Regions from separate parts of the Mus musculus genome. Here region 2 is linked to region 1. Evidence: chromatin contacts called from public Hi-C data. All regions are on one chromosome and are shown on one strand. The core of a region is the stretch at or near the end of the contact, and the rest is flanking DNA. Distances in the headings are between cores, read along the strand shown.

Region 1 (7,406 bases), core at 50-2,549:
CAGATGGTTGTGAGCCACCATGTGGTTGCTGGGATTTGAACTCTGGACCTTCGGAAGAGCAGTCGGGTGCTCTTACCCACTGAGCCATCTCACCAGCCCCCTTTACTGCCCTTTTAACACTTTTATAATGACAACCTTTTGGTCTAGCCAATGGGACAATGGCCTGCCTATCTATTACACTGTCGGTGAATCTCAACACAGGATGTAGAACCTTAGCTCTTCTTGTAGCGTGCAGGTGTGACTGAAACCACTACTTCAGGAAGGTCACTGAGTATGAGAATCGGTTCTTCAACTTGGCCCAAAGTCTACTACAGTACTTCCTAACCTTGCATGCACACTGGAACTTAAAACGCCATGCCAGGGCTTGATACCAGCGGAAAGAGTCAGAAGGGGAGCGGGAAGAGGGCTAGTTAGGGTTGAAAGTGACATCCTCACAGAGTTTAAGCCCCACACTGGTTTCATCAAATATGCAAACTACACAGGACTTGTTTCCTATCCTTACTTCCAGAAAGTTCACAGACAAAAGGTGCCACAGGGGGGAAATTACAATAGAACTCTGGGAACCTAGAGAATACTCTGCAGAGGACTATTATGGGCAAGTGGCTTTCCTCTTGTGTACGTCCTTGGAAGTGACCACGGTAATTGCCAATCGCAGTAGGTGCTCTACTCGAACTCTCACCTAAACTTCATTGCCACTCCGCAAGGATGAGAGCTGGTGTCCAATTTTGTTCTTCAGTCAAGACTGGGTCAAAAGCCGGGCATGGTGGCGCACGCCTTTAATCCCAGCACTCGAGAGGCAGAGGCAGGAGGATTTCTGAGTTCAAGGCCAGCCTGGTCTACAAAGTGAGTTCCAGGATAGCCAGGGCTATACAGAGTCTCGAAAAACCAAAAAAAAAAAAAAAAAAAAAAAAAAAAGACTGGGTCAAAGTCCTGTGCTCTAATCATAAGACACTTAGCTTCGCGACAGGGGTCAACCAAAACCCGTCAGGCAGTGGGGCTAGCCGTGTACCCCATCACCCCTGCAGGTTCTGTGCAGCCCCTCCCCCAACCCGGACGGCCCGGGGCCCTGACCCCTGACTAGCCCCGGCAAAGTCACCGCAAGTCACCTGCGCGAGCGCCAAGGCGGACTGCAGAGCCCCGGGTCTCCTCCGGATTCCCTCAGGGCATAGGGTGGTGCTGAGCGGCCGCGCCAAGGCCAACGTGGGAAGCCGGGGCAGCGGCGCGAAGGCCGCGGGCAGGCGGCGGACACAGGCGCAGAGGACACGAGACGCCATGGCTACGCCAACCCAGGATGCACTGCGCCGCAGCCTCCCGCCGCGGCCGCAGCTAGCGCCGTACGCCGGCGACGTACAGAGCGGCGCTTGAGGGCTGCGCGGGCGCGGGCGGACCCTAGCGGCTCCCAGCCGCGCTGCACCCACCTCCTTTAGAAGGACAAGGGCTGCTGTGGTTGCAACTGCACAAATGCCATCTAACCCTAAACACTGTCACTGACCCAAAAGAGAAACCGACTTGATTCTTCTCCCAAAGTTCTGAAATATATTGTTGGCTGTCAGTAGAGAGGAAGCGCCTAGCCTCGCCGAGACTTGAAGTAGCGAGGTACCCAGGGGGGTCCCCACCATCTCAGAGACGGAGAAGGGGATGGGGATGGGGGAAGGATTGTGGGAGGGGCTGACCGGGAGCGGGGAGGTAAAGTGAATAATTAAAAAATAAATAAATAAAGAGAAGTTTTAGGCAATCAACAATATGGGTTGGCCCACAATCAGCGAAAGGGGCACTCTCAAGCCTCAAATTAATTCATTAAATAAGGTTTTTCCTCCTAAATAAAAAGGATAGAGAATTTGAGAGGGGAATATGCTAGATTGTGAATTTTATAATGTCTAGCCTATGGGAGAAAGAGGCAGGAATTTCAGGGCAAAATCAACTCGACAGTAATTTTTTGCCTTTTCTTTGTGTCCCTTTCTGCAGAATGGTATATTAAAACTGCATCATTTTCAGAAAAAAAAAAAAAGTTGGGTGGGGATCATGGCATAGTGGCAAACAACATTAATACCATCACTCTGCAGCCAGGAGGATCTCTGAGAGTTGAAGAACACCCTGGTCTACACTGCAAGTTCCAAGCCAGCCAGGGCTACATAGTGAAACCCTATCTCTGAAAAATAAAATATGTCACGTTTCTCCCATAGCGCTAAGATTTTGTTATTGTTGTTTCAGTGAAAACTCAGTACACATTATAAGTGTGAGTTTTAAGACTAGTAGCCAAGTAGGTGTGACTGTCACGTCCTCATTCCCAACTCCAGAGGCTGAGGCAGGAGGATCATCTTATGGTGGTAGCCTAGACTACATAGCAAGGCCCTGTCTCAAAATAGATAAATAAACAAATAACCCCCCCCTCCACAAACCTCCCAAACTCCGTGTGCTTACAGTAACCTGGAGACCAGGAAATGGTGAAGTACAACAGTACATATTTTAAATTTTGATAATGCATGGATGTAGGGAATTTGCCTAGCATGACCGTTCTAGGTTCAGTCTGCAGTACAGCCAAAAGCGAAACTGGACAATGTGTGTATATTACAGATTAGGCAGGTTACTTACAGCTTTGCAGGTAGAATTCATTTTGACACTTCAGGATCTGAGACGGTGAACAAAAATGGACAAGTGAAGCCCACACACCAACTAGACACTAAGCAGGCAGACACCAAAGTCAAACTCCTGCACTAACGCACCTTCAAAGTGCCCTTTCCTTTGTTTTCAGCTAAGACTTTCTGGTGTAAGTTGAACATGCCTAGAAGCGGCCCTGTTCATCCCTCTCAATATCAGAAACGTGTACCCCATAACCTAAAAAATGTGCCTAGTACCTTCATCAATGATTTAAACTGAGCATGCTCAGAAGTCAGTGTGGGGATAAAAGTGTGATTACAAATGGGCCAACCTCCGTGTGGATATATGTGGAGGGGCTCACTGATAACGTTCCTCAGTGGCTTTGTTTAATGAGTTTCTTCCTTTGAGAAGAACCCCTTGGCTTGCCTGACTGATGCGGGCACTGCATTTTACTATGTCTCAGCTGTGCTACTGGGTAAAGCAGTGTTTCCTGAGGATCAGTCACTTGGACTAACATCCCCCTCAGACTTGACTTGACTACTTTCCAAAGAGGCCCTCTTCTAGCAACAAGTATAATAACTTTTGGAATTCACTCAGCACACAGTTAATGTAGCCTGACTTCTGGAGATCTGTGACACTAGTCTCTTGTTTAAAGATTATCAGCATAGCCAGGCGTGGTGGCACACGCCTTTAATCCCAGCAGTCAGGAAGCAGAGGCAGGCAGATTTCGGAGTTCGAGACCAGCCTGGTCTACAAAGTGAGTTCCAGGACAGCCAAGGCTACACAGAGAAACCCTGTCTCAAAAAGCAAACAAAAAAAAAAAAAAAGAGAGAGAGAGAGAGAGAGATCATGAGCATTAAAAAAATTGGGAGTATTCAAGGAAAAACAATTGGGAGGAGGGGTCATAGTATTGTGAAGACTTCAGCCTACAATAACTGCCATCTCAACCAAAGATCCTGACCTTTCCTGTGAGGAGTGGGAATGGTTTATGGGGCCCTGTGATGCTATGGCCGGGAACCTTAGCTAAGGCATGGCCACTGCATGGCCTGTGTGTTTCCTTCCACCCAACTCCTAGATTTTGTTAAAGTTATTTAGTATTTGAAATCCAGATGATTTAATAACCACTTCCAACTTAAAGTTTCTCTTTGTATAGCAACAGACATGTGTGTTGGTTTTTTGGTTTTCTTTTGATTCTTTCTTTCTTTTCTTTCTTTTTTTTTTCCCCCCGGAGACAGGGTTTCTCTGTGTAGCCCTGGCTGTCCTGGAACTCACTCTGTAGACCCGGCTGGCTTTGAACTCAGAGATCTGCCTGCCTCTGCCTCCCAAGTGCTGGGATTAAAGGCACACACCACCACTGCCCCACTATTTTTTGTTTGCTTGTTTTTTTAATTGTTTTGTTTGTGTGTTAAGCCGAAGGGCCATTTTACTAGTTTGAGAGAGAAACAAGGCAGGGGAGTTGTAAATACAGACAGCTGCTAGGAGGAGGGTCATGGCAGGGAGGGAGAAAGCCGTGCCTTCTGGGTCAGGCACGGAAGTCAAAGGGCAACTGTAGAAAAAAGGGCGGCTCTTCATAGAGACAGTGAGAAAATCCAGAGTGCCAAGGAAATCATACTTAGGCATTTTCTTTTCTTTTTTCTTATTTTGGTTTTTCGAGACAGGGTTTCTCTGTGTTGCTCTGGCTGTCCTGGAACTCACTCTGTAGACCAGGCTAGCCTCGAACTAGGGAAGATGAGTAATTAAGAGGCGTCCTAGATAAGCCGGGCACACTCGTGCACACCTGTCATCCCAGCACTTGAAAGGACAAAATAAGAGAACCTGGAGTTCAAGGTCAGGCTTGGCCACATAGCAAAACCATCTCAAAATATTTAAAGAAAATGACAGACGAGGGAGGGCAGAGTCTTTTGAGTAGTACTCCGGTCACTGTGAGTAGCACCCCCAGTGCCTGTCTAGTACACACCCCAGTGATGGCTGACTAGGCCATCTTCTGCTAATAGCCAGAAGCTGGAAAGAACCCAGATGTCCCTCAACAGAAGAATGGATGCAGAAAATGTGGTACATTTACACAATGGAGTGCTACTCAGCTATTAAAAACAATGGATTTATGAAATTCTTGGACAAATGGATATATCTGGAGGATATCATCCTTAGTGAGGTAACCCAATCACAAAAGACGTCATTAGATATGCACTCACTGATAAGTGGATATTAGCCCAGAAACAGAGAACACCCAAGATACAATTTGCAAAACACAAGAAAATCAAGAAGAGGGAAGACCAATGAGTGGATACTCTCTGTGGTTTTCAACTCACTATCCTGTGCATGCTAAGCAAGCATTATGATGTCCTTATCCGTTTCCCTACCTTTAATAGTCTGTCTGGTTCTTTCCTATGAACCCATAAACATGCTTGTTTCTCCTAATCTAAAATCAAAGCCAGAGACTCCTCCCACTTATCTTTATATATATTTTTGGTGCAACCATTCTGCCTTGTCATGGTCAAGCTTCTTTAAGAACCCACATTTTCTTTTTTTTTTTTTTTTTTTTTCTTTAAAGATTTATTTATTATTATATGTAAGTACACTGTAGCTGTCTTCAGACACACCAGAAGAGGGAGTCAGATCTTGTTAGGGATGGTTGTGAGCCACCATGTGGTTGCTGGGATTTGAACTCTGGACCTTCAGAAGAGCAGTCGGGTGCTCTTACCCACTGAGCCATCTCACCAGCCCCCCACATTTTCTTTTTAAAGATTCATTTATTTACGAAATAACCTACATTAAAAAAATATTTATTCATTTTCTGTACATGAGTACACTACAGTGCTCTCTTCAGACACACCAGAAGAGGGCATTAGATCCCATTACAGATGAGCCACCATCCTGGGAATTGAACTCAGGCCCTCTGGAAGAGCAGTCAGTGCTCTTAACTGCTGAGCCACCTCTCCAGCCTAAAGCAACCTATATTTGACTCCTCACATTCTACTCACTCTTGACCTACTCATCTAGATTTCATCTGCCGTGTGCCCCCTTTCTTTCTTTCAGACCTGGTAGCTCAAGCTGGAACTTGGCAAAATGAAGATCTGCTGTAAGATTGAGACAAATGGCTAACATAGTGAGTCCCAGACAGTTTGCACTGTATCTGAAATAAATATATAAATACATTCAGTCTCCCTCATCATCTAAACATCAGTCTTAGAGTGGTACCTTTAATCCACCCTTGACTTTAAACTTTCAAGTTTTCAGAACCAGTGTGTTCCAGAGGAGTTAATTCCCATTTGAATCTGACTCCACAGTTCTATATCCAGTTACCTATTACGCATTCTTTTTGGGTGATTTCTTTTTTTTTTCTTCAATTTTTTATTAGATATTTTCTTCATTTACATTTCAAATGCTATCTTGGAAGCCCCCCATACCCTCCCTCCACCCTGCTACCCTTCCCATTTTGGGTGATTTCTGAGAACTTTTAACAATTACTGATACCATCACTTTCCAAGCCCATCTGCCTGCCTCTATTCTCAGTCTTCACAGAGCCTTTGCTCACTCTGGAGCCAGAGTACAGCCTGATCTGCTTACTGCTCAGTCGCTCATCTTTCCTTGCACAATGAAGTTTACACAAGACCCCTGGCTACCTGGACTGATCCGGGACCTCATTCCTTATGGCATGCTTTGGTTGTCTTTGCAATTCAGTTGTCTGTACTTCCTGCCTGGAATCCCTCACATCTTCACCTGTTTATCCTGCAAGAATCAGCTGTCACCCTCCACAGAGCTTTCCAGCATGTACTAACTGCCCAACCTTTGTCCATAGCAGCACTGGAACTAACCCTTAAAGGTCCTGTGAAGCACTTTATGCCTCTCAGGACAGAAGCCCAGCAGCAATCCGTACATCCTAGCACTAATAATACTCATCTGTCCACTGAGTTATTGCACTGAGCTATGACTTGTTGTATAAGGTTTTTTTTTTTTTTCACTTTGTAGACCAGGCTGGCCTCGAACTCAGAAATCCACCTGCCTCTGCCTCCCGAGTGCTGGGATTAAAGGCGTGTGGCACCATGCCCGGCAGTATTTCTTATTTTTGAATTGATGTGAATAGACTAGAAAAAAAAAATAGAACAAGCCAAGCAGAATGTATCAAAATAAATATTTATTAACATTCACTGGTTATGTACAGCTGTAATAGCAAATGTGCAAAGAATGACTTAAAACTATTAACCTGAAAATAACTATAAACAAATGTTCAGTCAGTAGTCACTATCAGAAGAAAATTAAGTGTGTGGGAAATACATTCAAGTAATCACATTAAATGTCATTCAGATATTGTATTCTTAAAAAAAACAAAAACAAAAACAAAAAACAAAAAACCTCCAAACTATTTGCCTCTTAAAAGTATCGGTATATAAATATATTTCCATCCTTTTGTCCAGCTAGCAAGTGAGAATCTGTACCCGACCATTTAACCAAAGACCAACTCTGGTCAGAGACAGGTGGGAGGAGAGCCGTGCAGTGACCCAGAAGCAAATCCCAAATGGCAATTGTCCCAGAAGTCAGGACTGCTGCTGCGACATGATCTTTCACATCCCCTTCCAGGAACCTGAGACAAAGAAGAAGAGACATTCAGATATCACATCAAAGGCTTCAAGAAGGACTCAGAAACGGCTCTGCAGGAAAGGCACTTCACTAAACACCTATGTTTAATCCCCAGGACTCACAGGAGGAAAGTGACTACTGAAAGATGATTTCTGTCTACCATACACTTCCACGACCCATGCCTCCAACAAAATATATTAATTAATTAAATGTAACACTAAATTTAAAGC
Region 2 (7,243 bases), core at 17-2,516, 870 kb after region 1:
ATTTATTAGGCCCCCTGTATTGAGGCACAGATATGCCAGGCATGGTCTTAAATATTGAAATATACTCATGGATTTAATTCTTTATTCTCTGACAGCGTCTTTGGGAGAACGGAGTTACTTCCGACCTAGGAGACTGGGCTCCAGAATTTGCAAACATCAGCGGTCAACGCGGTGCCTAGTACAAGGTAAGAGTCGGACACAGCTCTTAAGATGCTGCTGGTGGTGATGATGGTCCATTCTCACCAGCAGCTTTGGAAGAGCTCAGGGTATACAGTCTGTTAGGAGAGGAGTTGGTGAGCAGCCATCACAGTGATGAGACTCGTGCGTGGGTGGAATTCGCGGTTCACCCCCTCCGCACTTTGGGGCCTCCGCCGCTTAAGCGCCCCTTCCAGACCCGCCCGGTGGGACGGTCCGCCTCCCCCTCTCTGCGGACCCACGTAGTTTCTCCTGTTCTCCGCGTAGCCTCAGGTTCCACGCCGCAAGTCACAAAGCGCCGGGTCACGTGGGCGGGCCGGTGCGCTTTGTGACGCAGACGGCCCCGCCCCCGGCCCGCCTATCGGCGCACGCCCAAGCCCCGCCTCGCGTGCGCCGCCCGTGCAGTCCCTGCTTAAGAGACCCCGGAGTGGGGGCGCTCGCCCGAAGCCAGGCCGCGTCCGCCATAGTGCCTGGCGCGGAGGTGTCGTCGGCGCAGGGTGCGGGCCGGAGAGCGCCCGGGGTTGGGGGGGCAGAACAAAAAAAAAATAATAATAATAAAGAGGGAATCCAGCGACGCCCTCGCCGCCGCCCGACCGTTTCCGGGCTTCCCGACGCGGTCGTGGGCTCAGAGGCGACAGGAGCGGGAGCAGCGCGAGGAGCAGCAAGAGGAAGAGTCGGGCAGCCTCGGTGGTGTCCCCGGGGCCAACGAAGCCGCCTTCCGGGGCCCGGGGTGGTGAGGAAGGGCCTCGCGGCCTAGCTGGGCCCCGCACCGGCTTTGTGTCAGGCGGCGGCGGGGGGGAGGCGGAGCCGAACCGGGCGGCCGCTGGAAGGCCTCTCCTCCGCCGACCGCGCGATCTCGGCCTAGGCCGCGGGCCGCTCGTGGCCTCCGGGGAGCAGGCGCCAGGGTGTGTGTGCGGTGGGGGCCTGGGCCTGGGGACGCCGACGCCGGTCGTCCGGAAGCCGGGAGGAGGCGAGAGGCCGCTCGTGGACTCCGGGCCTAGGCCCTCTCCCCGCAACCTTCTCCCGGGGCCTGGGTCACCCCCATCCACGGAGAGAGACTAGCCGGGAGGTGCGGCCGCTATGGACCCCTGACCCCGCGGGGTCATTCGGACTCTAACGTGTGGACTGACCGCTACTGACTGCACCGCCTGCCCCCGTCTCCTGCCGGCCCTTAGCATGAGCGAGTGGGACCCAGCCGGGTGACATTGTGCCGGTTGGCGGATCCTCGATTGCCCCCTTTCCTGTCTTGCTCCTCCCTCATGAAGCGATTCTGAGTACGGGGGGTTCCGGATTATTGTTCTCACGGACCCCCGCTTGTGGTTGGGGGGGTATTTAATCTGAGGCCTTAGGGTCCTTCGTTGTCTTTTGAGTGTTTTGTGTGTGTACATATTTTGCTCTTAAGTTTATAAATATACATATATTGAGAGTGTCCACGTCTCCTCGCTGAACCTTAGGAATCTTTTGCCACAATGTCCTGTGTGCACTATAAATTTTCCTCTAAACTCAACTACGACACCGTCACTTTTGATGGGCTCCATATCTCCCTCTGCGATTTAAAGAAGCAGATTATGGGGAGAGAAAAGCTGAAAGCTGCCGATAGCGATCTGCAGATCACCAACGCACAGACGAAAGAAGGTAAGAGGCACACGGGCCGCAGATATTTATTGGGGGGAGGGGGGGGCGTCAAGGTTGGTATTTTAAGTTTCTTGTTTCAGGCTTGAACTCCATTCTTACCCGTTGTCATACACAGAGTTTCATTGATAGCCAAGGATTGCAGCACCCGACCTTGGAGTTTAACTGGCCTTCTGAATGCTGGGATCTGTCTTACCTAGCAGGCTGGTTTTCAAAATGGGGCCCCACCTCCTCCTTAATTAAAGTTTTTTAAACAGTGGGATTGGGTTGAAAAGAGAAAAGGGTTGCTACCTGAGTCTGTTGGGTGTTTGCCTTGTGGCCTTTCCCTAACTTGTTTTTCCATCAGGAGAGGAAAGCCTGTGTAAGGTTTCCTATTGGTTAAAGCAGCAGTAGATATAACTTGTTGGCTAATCTAGCAGCGTTTTGAAGCTGATAGCAATTGTCCACTGGCCTTTTATTTATTTATACGGGGTTGCTTGTAGAAAAGGTATTTTTGAGGATTTAGTTAGTGCTGGAATTGGTTTTGTATTTAAAAAAATGTTCTGAGGTGAACACTCTGAGGTGTAATTCCAGAATTAGTGATATTTACTCAAAAGTTATATTCTGTAGCCCAGACTGGCCTCCAACCCCAACAACCCCTTTTGAGCTTCCCAAGTGTGGGGAATGCAGGTGTTAGACCACACTTAACTGTTAAGCAGTTCAGAAAAGTTTCAAAGTGCAAGGCCCTGGGCTCTTCATCCGACACCACCAAAATATATGTGTGTGTGTTTTTCTAAAAAGAATGCTACCATGTGTGAATGTAAGTAAGCCACTGGTTATAAAATTTGAGCTCTTCATTTTAAAAGTAATTGGGTCTAGGTCCCATCTGTCTGTCTGTCTCTCTGATAGTTTCTCTGTGTAGTCCTGACTGCCCTGGAACTCGGATCCACCTGCTTCTGCCTCTCTAGTGCTGGGATTAAAGGTGTTGCGCCACCTTGAACTCGGATCTCTTGCCTCTGCCTTTGAGTGCTGAAATCAAAGGGGTGCACCACCACCCCTGAAAACATCATAGTACTGGGACTTGCTGCCTTTGAGTGCTGAAATCAAAGGGGTGCACCACCACCCCTGAAAACATCATAGTACTGGGACTTGAATGGTGGCAATGTCACAGTCTTCTCTGACTCTAAACTTGTTTTGCTTTCTTTTTCTCAGGGTAGTAATGCTCATGGGATGGGCTCTGTTAGACTTCTAACATTCATTGATAGTGTGAGAAGAGAGTTCTAAATGGAGTTGTTTTATTTATGTTATGGTCTTAATTTTTGGCCTTCTCTACTTAGATCAGGCTAGCCTCTGACTCAGATCAGCTTGCCTCTGACTCACAGATCAGCTTGCCTCTGCCTCCTGAGTGCTGGTATCAAAGACATGTTCCACCAAGCTAAATTTGATAAAAGGTGTGGGATAGGGTTTTTGGTGAGGTTTTGGGGTGTGGTCTCATCGCTATAGTCTGTAGTGTGGTAGGTCAACTAAATCTTGTCAGGTAGAAGACCAGTTTTTCATTTGTAGTACAGACATGCAAATTATAATACTAATATTGTCCGCCGGGCGGCGGTGGTGGTGGTGGTGGTGGTGGTGGTGGCGGCGGCAGCAGCAGCGCATGCCTTTAATCCCAGCACTTGGGAGGCAGAGGCAAGCGGATTTCTGAGTTGGAGGCCAGCCTAGTCTACAAAGTGAGTTCCAGGACAGCCAGGGCTACACAGAGAAACCCTGTCTCAGAAAAAAAGAAAAAGAAAAAAAAAAGAATATTGTCTGTTTTCCTTAAGTACCATTTTGATAATTGTATTTTTTGGTAATTTTACTTAGGAAGCGGAAAAGTTGCTTATGATATAAGCAGCTAAGAAATAAACCTTAAGTCCACCAAAGGCAGCCCTTAGTGTTAAAGTTTACTTTATAAAACACATGGCTTTTTAAGAATTTTTGGCTACATTGTTATAAAATGCTTCTTTAGGAATGAGAGGAAAGGTGATATAAATGAAATTAGGGGATGTTGGACACTTAATTATCATCTACACAGGTTTCAATTCATACAGTTGAATCATTTGAAACTAGGCTTTTTCCATCTTGCTGACAACCAACATTTAAAGGCAGCTTTTTGACTGGAGTAAGTTGTGATTCAAAAATTCTTGTCCACAAATTGACATCATGTGACTTTGCATTCTATTTCTAGCTGACGACAATCTGAAACCTAAAATACAGGGAAGGTCTTCACCTCACAGCACACTTTCTTCTCTGTGCTGCCCTTAATTGAAGAGTTGTGAGAGCTTTCTTCTCAGTTAGGGGAGGGTATTGGTAGGGTTCAGAAAGGAGCTGAAGAGATGGCTTAGTCCTTAGAGGATTTATTATTCTTGTAGAAGACCCCATTTGTGTTCCCAGTGCCCACAGGGGAACTCAAAACTCTTAACGTCTGTCCCCTGGGCCCCTGATGATGACTTCTGGCTCCACAGACAGCAGGCATGCTTGTAGGCACAGAAATAGGCCAAGTTTTACAAGGCAGTTGAATAAGAATTCTACTTGGTTTAGACTCATCTAGTGAATTAAAGGTTGCAAAATAAATGGTTAGAATACTTACAATTTTTAAATTGTCTAGAAGTTTAAGTTACTGATGTACCATGTTTCTGTAAAACATTCCTTTAACTATAGAAATCTATCCAGTATCAAGAACCCTGAACTTTTGGTAATTAGACTTAATCCTGCTTGATTCTAGAGTGTTTATTTCACAATGAATTCCAAATGGTCTTTGAAGAAAACTTTTGAAGGCTAGGCTCACCACCAAAAGTACATTGACTTCTATCTGTCCAGGAAATTTCACACTGAACTTGGTTGATTTGGAAGCTGAGTATGAAGGGGTTCTGTTTGTTTTTATCCTTACTCTATCTGTTCCTTAAATTCATCTTGTTTTTCATTCTATCCATGACTTCTCTGTTTTTAGACAAAACATACACTGATAAGCTTTTTTGTTTTTTCTTCCTGGTGTGAAGTTAAGTGCTCTATCACTGAACTAAATTTCCAGCCCCTAATCCTTTTGAATCTAAAGAAACTACTTGTTAAGGATTTATAAGTCAGGGACGCTTGGGCTTAGGAACCCTGTAACCCCAGATACTCTAATTGGCCAGCAGGAACCTTATATCTGAGGGCGTTAGGGCACCTGACCTTACTACTGTAGTACAGTGTGTTGATCAAATTAATTTGTCATTTGTTCTAACTAGATCTTGCTGTATGTAATCTAGGTTAGCCTTGAACTCAATTGCAATCCTCCTGCTTCAGCAGCCTGGGTATTGGAATTACAGGCATGTTATCATTACCCCACCTAACTAATAAGTTGTCTTTGAAAGTTTTGTGAATACACTTGAGGGTTGTTAAACGTAAAGAAACAGCCAAATGTTTGACACTCCTAAGTTTGGGTTCTAGAATTATTAAACTTAAAATACCCCAATTTTTTGATTCTGATTTTTCTTATTCATCTTGCTTGGGATTGGAAACTGTCCAAAATAACGATAGTCTTACATGCCTACATCTAGGAAAGTGCATCATTTTTGATTGGATGCCTGTGAAATAGTCAACAGCTGAAAGAACTCTTGCTTGGGTGATGTGCTGTAGAACAAGGAATAACTAAATGCTTGGTGACCAAAAGTAACAAAACGGATTAAAAGCCTGAAATGTGTGACATAATTGAAAGCAGCAAAGATGACCCACTTTGTTTTAGATTGTGGGAATAAGGGAGATTTTTGCATCTCTTAATTTTTTTTTTTATAATTTTACTCATGGTTTCCTTAACTCTTTTTACTATACTTACGGCTCACTTAATTTCATTCTTACAGACTATTGTAATTATAGAGATCCTCCTCTTGATCTGCTCAAAAAGTGATATCCACTTGCTAAAGCTGTGATCGTAGAAATTTATGTGTAGTTCTTCTTTCACCATCATTGCAATATTCGTACCATGAGCAGCCATCACAACAGTTACTAATGCTGGCTATCACTGGACCACACAGCAGCCTTCTTAGTGACTCATCTGGTTTCTGTTCAGTTTGTCTCCCATGCAAAAATATCAGAGCAGTATAAATTGTCATCACTTCACGTAAAATCCACCAGTGATTTCCTTGTTTTACATGGAAGCAGTATAAATCAGTATATGGTATAAACTTAATATTTTATGTCATTCTTTAATTTCCTTTAACATTGCAGTCTTGTGTCATTTGTTTTTCCTCACATTGTTCTTTCTCTGAGTAACTATTCTTTTCATTTACTTGTGTGAGTCTGGCTGGCTAGCCAGTCTTTTCATTTACAAACTTAAGTCCTTAAGAGGGGCTTTGTTTAGAACAACATTCTATCCAAAGTGTTAGCCACTGTCCATTCTTTATTTTTAAAAACAAAAGATCATAATTTCATGTTTGGCCAACTTCTCTAGAGTAAGCTACATGAGAACAGGGGTAGAGAAGTTACTACTATTTAGCTCATGTTTAAGGACTAGGGAGGTCCATTCATTTCAAGGAACCCTATAGTTTGTATGTTAAGCATTACTTGGTTAAATGAGCTTGGACTTGAGTTACTCAAAGTCACTTCTAGAGCCAAGGACCTGACTGACCATATTGTATCAGTTGAAGGAGCTCACTTAGGACTGGGAGAGTCTAACAATAGTAATTCCTATGCAAGACACGTGAATGTTGGTGTTCTTGTACTGTAAGCTCTCATATTCATAAAACTGAAGTTTGGTTGAAGTTTCTTATTCCTGAGTACTGAGACTCCTGAATAGGAATTTGATTCTTTGTTTTCAGAATACACTGATGACAATGCGCTCATTCCTAAGAACTCATCTGTGATTGTCAGGAGGATTCCTATTGGAGGTGTCAAGTCTACAAGCAAGACATATGTTATGTGAGTATAAAAGCTCATGCATTTATACAAATATCCTATATTAAAAGCTTTAAAACATTTTACTAGTATTAAAAATTTATCATGTTAATCAAGAAAACTTCAGTAGGAGTTTGATGCTTTTTTCTTTTCTAATTTTCCCCCTTGCTAAGTAGGCAAAGTTTATAGTTGAGGGAGCTATTACTAAGAAACATTTTTGTTCCATAGGGAGTGTTTTCACCACAAAAATGATCGTGTCATAGAAGACGGTTTTACATAATTTGACAGTATCACTAGTATTAAGTAATGCCAACATAAGCTTTTTATCAATTCGGGTTTTGGCCTGGAGGCCATAGAGTATATAAGATTCATAAGTATAACATGAATCAGGCTCATATTTGACTTCATTTATTGCCTCATACTAGTGGGACTTTGAATAAATTGTCTCATCTCAGGTTTTTTTTCTATAGTAGGGGTTATGAGTGCAACTGGCAACACTACTCAGAACTTCTATCCACCAGAGTCATAA

What was found. Hi-C and Micro-C count contacts between places; a contact is called where the count stands out from the background.
Region 2: a Hi-C map of B cells shows a contact between it and region 1, with 13 read pairs. The contact joins the promoter of Rbbp6 here to the promoter of Ndufab1 in region 1. A contact is called at or near these places in 21 of 39 promoter capture datasets (the 3T3-L1 cell line, 3T3-L1-derived adipocytes, the C10 cell line and 12 more), 2 of 484 Hi-C or Micro-C datasets (B cells and muscle stem cells), 23 of 115 datasets of contacts at active chromatin or transcription factors (the SCID.adh cell line, T-cell acute lymphoblastic leukemia, acute myeloid leukemia and 14 more) and 4 of 9 other capture datasets (adipose tissue, embryonic stem cells, liver and 1 more).

What each region holds. Positions count from the first base shown.
Region 1 is chr7:122,100,549-122,107,954 of GRCm38.p6, forward strand. Ndufab1 (NADH:ubiquinone oxidoreductase subunit AB1) reads right to left here and starts at 1,300. Exons shown (of 5, transcript NM_001360744.1): 1 at 1,107-1,300. The coding sequence starts at 1,274. Palb2 (partner and localizer of BRCA2) reads right to left here. Exons shown (of 13, transcript NM_001081238.2): 13 at 6,714-7,180. The coding sequence ends at 6,970.
Region 2 is chr7:122,969,298-122,976,540 of GRCm38.p6, forward strand. Rbbp6 (retinoblastoma binding protein 6, ubiquitin ligase) reads left to right here and starts at 1,267. Exons shown (of 18, transcript NM_011247.2): 1 at 1,267-1,830; 2 at 6,639-6,738. The coding sequence starts at 1,665. 4930413G21Rik (RIKEN cDNA 4930413G21 gene) reads right to left here and starts at 1,162. Exons shown (of 1, transcript NR_045614.1): 1 at 1-1,162.